Linked DNA regions of Sus scrofa: region 1 is linked to region 2. Evidence: chromatin contacts called from public Hi-C data. All regions are on one chromosome and are shown on one strand. The core of a region is the stretch at or near the end of the contact, and the rest is flanking DNA. Distances in the headings are between cores, read along the strand shown.

The links. A called contact is a pair of places that touch in the nucleus more often than the background predicts.
Region 1: a Hi-C map of liver shows a contact between it and region 2, with 4 times the contacts expected there. The contact joins two enhancer-like sites. A contact is called at or near these places in 5 of 47 Hi-C or Micro-C datasets (embryonic fibroblasts and liver).

The regions. Positions count from the first base shown.
Region 1 is chr13:52,881,433-52,884,132 of Sscrofa11.1, forward strand. All of the region lies in intron 2 of FOXP1 (forkhead box protein P1), which reads right to left. Among named protein-coding and RNA genes, the nearest start is that of FOXP1, 92 kb to the right of the region's middle. Within about 2 kb of position 1,394, at least 3 of the 83 cell types and tissues checked have an H3K27ac peak or open chromatin away from gene starts, as enhancers often do. A contact at or near this core is called in liver, where this site is marked.
Region 2 is chr13:52,702,957-52,705,746 of Sscrofa11.1, forward strand. The region is part of intron 4 of FOXP1 (forkhead box protein P1); the gene reads right to left. Among named protein-coding and RNA genes, the nearest start is that of FOXP1, 270 kb to the right of the region's middle. Within about 2 kb of position 1,490, at least 5 of the 83 cell types and tissues checked have an H3K27ac peak or open chromatin away from gene starts, as enhancers often do. A contact at or near this core is called in liver, where this site is marked.

The DNA.
Region 1 (2,700 bases), core at 144-2,643, 180 kb after region 2:
TCTAGAACTCTAACCAAAACTCTGACCTCTAAAATTGAAAAACATAGCAACTGAAATTTAAAAGAAAAAAAAACAAAAACAGAAGACAGTATCCAAATAAATATCCAGAACACAACCCAGAGGCAAAAACTGTCTACCTAGATTGGTATGCCCAGAAAAATTACCTTTCAAAAATGACAGTGAAATAAAGACCTTTTCAGACAAACAGAAATTTATCACCTTTCGGAAGTTACCTTGTGGTGCAGCAAGTTAAGATCTGGCATTGCTGCAACAGTGGTATAGGCTGCAGCTGCAGCTGGGTTCAATCCCTGGCCCTGGGGGAACTTCCATAGGCCAGGCCATGGGCAGAGCCAAAAAAAAATTTTATCACTCTTCTCCAAGGATATTCAGAAAAGATGCATTTGGGGCCCAAAGAAAAAGATTTCATGAAGAAGGTCCCCTGATTTAAGAAGAAAGGGGGGCCAAAGTAATGGAGAACTTGTGAGTAAATGAAAAGTAAATGCCTTAAAATGACATGCAGGTCTCAAAAAAAAGTTGGATAACACTGTCACTTGCTCCCCACCCAGGCCCACTTGTTCACACTGGCTCTCTGTCACCAAGGCTGACTGCAAACCTGCTCTGCAATGAAGGTACCGGGTTGAAATGCAGATTCCTGCCCCCAGAGTCCAGAGATTCTCAGTCTGGTCCCCGGAATCTGCATTTCTACCAGATACCCCAAGGATCGCTGATGAAGATGCATCCTTGCCTCTGAAGAGGCTGCACCACTTCAGGCCAGGAATCCAGGGAGCCCCAGGGGCTCAGCCTGGGAGGTCATGGCTGAAGGTCCAGCTGGCCTTTGTTCTCTTCCACTTCACTAGAGCCCCAGAGAGCACCTGGGCCCAGGGGGTCAGCAGCAACTCTGCCTTAACCCTGCCAGTAAGGAGCTGCAATAAATTAAAAGCCCATTAAGATATTTTAGAGAAAAGCCTAGAAGTGCTGAACCATTAATTGTGCCATATTCAATCTGCTTTTCTGGAGATTTGAAAAGCCAGATTACCATCTTGGGGGTCATTAGAAAGAATGAAGCTTTCTCCGTTTTCAATTTACATATTTAAAAATGCATAGATCCTTCCAGTGGCTACTACACAGGGCTTTCCAAGACCAGAGGCCACTTTGTGGTCTAACCATGGAGACAGAAGCCCGGGGGGTCATGGGACCAATAAGAAACCAAAGCTCAGGGACCATGGTTGCAAAACAACTCCAGGAAAACAGGTAGAGGCAGCCACAAAACAACAGTGATGTTTTTTTGTTTTGTTCTCCCCTGTTTATTTTTCCCTGAAGCAATCCTTGCTCGGTACAAAAGTCTGCAGGGAGCTGGAAAGAGCAGCTGTGGTTCCCTGAGGCCAAGACCTAGCAATCAAGTTGTTTACCAAACACTGCCAGGCACCGGGAAAACAACAACAGCACAGGCAGTATTTGCATCTGTTTTTCAAAAACAACCTCCAAAGTCTGAGGCCTGTCGGGTACTTCCCTGCATGGTTGAGAGGAGCACTTGGAAATTAAAGGCATGAACTGCCTTGGGGATAAGCCCCCATGGCCTACATGTAATCCATTATTCCATTTCTTTTGAAGAGTGCCTAGTCTAAAAATAAAAAGGATTGGCAGTCTGCAGAGCTGCCAAGCAGCGGACTGATACAGACAACATGCTCATCACTGGCAGTTCCAAGCAAGACAACAGTGGCCATCTTTGCAAAGTGACATACTTTGCTGACCATCCAATGCCTCAAGACAGCCAGCAGTGGTTCTCAATTTTGACCAAGCACCAGATTCTCCTCTGGGAGGGCTAATAAAATACAGATTCCTGGGCCCCTCTCTCCCTCTGAATGTCTAATTCGGTAGGTTCAGGGTGGGGCCAGAAAATCTTCAGCAAGTCCTCACGTGATGCTGGTGCTACTGGCCCAGGCACCACGTTTTGGAAAGCACTGCTCCCTAGCCACCCTAAAGATCTGGGAAGTCCGTTCCCACCCACACCTGTCCCAGGGATCATCTGAGCGAGTATGGCAGGGTCATACCCAAAGGAGTTCACAGAACAAAATGCACTGCACGGTTTTCCACGTGCTCCTCCAGATGCTCCATCTGCCGTATTGCCTCAACCTCCCACCTTGCCGTGTCCTGGGAGGGAGCCCTGTGGGGATGCATCAATGGGTACCCTTGTCCTCTAACTTCCAGCTGGCACAGCAACTGGAGGTCTCATCTCAGAAGGACAGAGAAGATGGGGCATTTAGCAACCAGGCTCTCTCCCCACCCAGGCACTGGAAGTTGACTCCGAAAGATCACAGCTCCTGCCAGGCAGCCCTTCCCATGCAGCTGTTCTCCCCCAGCTTTCCCGATGAGCCCTCCCCATGTTCTCTCAGACCCACAAGAGGTACAAGCCACCTATTTCCTGCAAGGACTCTGACACAAAACTCAAACTGAATGTCTTCTCCTCTGGCTCTCCCTAGGTTTTAGAATGCTATACCTGGAATCCTATGTACCCACATAATGTAAGTATACGTGTTCATACACACTCATATACACATGTATGTATATAAGAATATATATACAATACATATATCATTATAAATTTTTTAATGTAGCTCAATCAGATAGGCCAGGAGACCTGGGAGCCCATGGCCAAGGCCATCTCATGGGGTTTGCAACCCATGTTCCTTCAGGTCCCTG
Region 2 (2,790 bases), core at 240-2,739:
ATGTTTCCTGCACGGCAAATTGACACAACGCCCTTAGAATGTAAAAGTCGATTTTTACACATAAACTAGGATCTTAATATTTTTCCCCACTTGAATGATTTTGTTGCCATTGTTACTTTTTCAGAGGGGGGCTTCTTTGATAAACCACTCAGAACTTCATGGTGAAAAAGATGTTTCCCCACAGATCTATGTGTGTAGGCTCAAAAGAATCCCCCTTTTGAAAGCTTCCTCTCTGCTATTCTGTTTCCTGTGATCATCAGACACTAGAGGTGGACATCAAAAAAGAATCTTCAAATTATTCCAATTAAACCTTTATTTCCGTTTTTGCTCTAACGTGTAGACTGTATCCCTCATTCGTTATTTGAAATAACCTCACTCATTTTTCGTCACTGTCCTTAAACATTAGCAGGCTGCCCAGAAGTTTTCCTTATTCTGCTCATTCTACATTTACTGAGCCACGACTGTGGTATCGGGAATGTGCACGATTATGAGTGATCAAAATCATCATATTCCCACAGGACAGCAGAGACTGCCTGCTCCATTAAGCCAGGGACTCCACATTTTATAAATCGTTCCCAGCAGGTAGGCTGAAGCTTTGTATTTATGTATAAACATATTTGGGCCAGCGGGTACAAGAGATGTCTGAAAAAGTTGTGGTGCATCCGGAGTCAGCCAATTGCTTTCGAAGGTGGGAATTAAGACCTCACCTGGATGAGTTCCCATTGTGGTGCAGCAGAAACAAATCTGACTAGGAATCATGAAGCTGCGGGTTCAATCCCTGGCCTCGCTCAGTGGGTTAAGGATCCAGCATTGCCATGAGTTGTGGTGTGGGTTGCAGATGCAGCTCAGATCCCATGTTGCTGTGGTCTTGCTGTAGGACGGTAGCTACAGTTCTGATTGGACCCCTAGCCTGGGAACCTCCATATGCCCTCAAAAGCAAAGCAAAAAACAAAAAACAAAACAAACAAAAAAAACACTTTGCGTTTTAGGTTAAATCAACATAGCTCATCATAAATGGGTCTCAGAAAGAGACAATGGTGAAAAATAACTGTCACTGGGAAAAGAGAAAACCCACAGGCCAACTCCTCTCTCTGCTTTTTTGCAGGGGCAGGTTAGAAGCAGGGATCCCGAGTCAGGCAAGAGCTTGGTTGGAATCAAGACTCACATGGTGGGGACCATGTCTGGTTTATGTCTCTTTTCTTGCTGACAGTGGTTTCCCCTGCATCCCTCTCCATGTTCTAATCTAAGAAGGCCTCGGCTGTTTTCCCCAGGGGCTGATTTCTGGTCCTCTTGTGGGTGTTTCTGCCTGGGACCACAGAGGCTCCTGGTCTGGAGGGTGGCTGGTAACCTTAGGACACACACAGTGAATCCAGCCACCGGGTGAGGGATTCCGCTAATTGTTTAAACCTGCAGTCGTGTCTGGCCACCAGTTGGCAGACACAACTTGTGGCTGACGACCAGGCCTAGGTTAGCACAGCTGGAGCCAGATGACAAGCTCTCGGAGATATTCTTCCCGTGGCCACATCTGGCTCCTGGCGGTTCCAAGCTGTGGCGAAACATTTTGTTTGGTTTTTCTGGGAACGTTTAGGCAATAGACAAAACTAGTCAGAATCATCTCGACTCTGTGCATTTCAGTTGGGGACAAAATATCAAAATATCAACTCCATGAAGGCAAGCACTTCATCTGTCTTGCATACATGCTGGCTCTTAGCACCGAAGAGTAGCTATTTATGGTCATTGTTCTCTAAATACATATGGAATGAACACCATGGACCAGTGTGGGAACTAAATAAAATCAAATCTGTATCTCACTGCAGCTCCTATATTCTTATCATTCTATGTGCAATGGCGAACACTCTGGGTGCACATAGAAAAGACCCGCAAAGGAGCTCCAGAATTCAACTTTCCTGTGGGCATGTTGACCCAGAAACAAAGACACTCAAGAATGAACTCAGGAGTTCCCGTTGCCACTTAGTGGTAACGAACCCGACTAGCATCCATGAGGACGCAGGTTCAATCCCTGGCCTCTCCCCGTGGTTTAAGGATCTGGCACTGCCATGAGTGGTGGTGTCGGTCCCAGATGCGGCTCAGATCTGGTGTTGCAGTGGCTGTGGCGTAGGCCAGCAGCTACAGCTCTGATTTGATCCCTAGCCTGGGAATTTCCATGTGCCGCAAAACGCAAAAAACAAAAACAGAACAAACAAAAAAGAACGAACCCACTCACGTGGTCACTCTAGCTGGGAGGATCTCCCAGGGATCTCTCCCTGAAAAGCACCTTCTTCCAGTATTACCCACATTCTCACTTTATTAGTCCTTAAACTGCAAAACTTGGCAGTCATGTGCCCACCGTGTTGCAAGTGACCCGAGAGTAGCCACTTACCTTTCGGCCACCAGAGTAATGTCAAATGATGAGGCAACTTTTCCTGGCTCCTTTTCAGCCCATTTCCTTTCCCATGCCTTTCTTCCTGAATTCTCGGACACTTGCAGATCCCAGCTTCCATCTCTAGGCTTTCCCAAAGCTCCCCATCTCTCTAGCTCCCATTAGAAATACACTGAGAAATACTGGTGTGATCAGAACTCTATGGGGCTCATCCTCTTGGCTCCTTAGCTGGAAAGGTCTCTGATACATACAGGATGCTCCGTTTACACTGAGGCTGGGGACCCTGTAATACTGATAACAATAAAGTGCCACCCAATGCCCCCAGAACATGACAAAGGAGGAGGGACATTTGGTAGAAGCCCAGCACGGCTGTTTGCCTGTGACACTGCTTCCCCAATACAGAGAGTTAA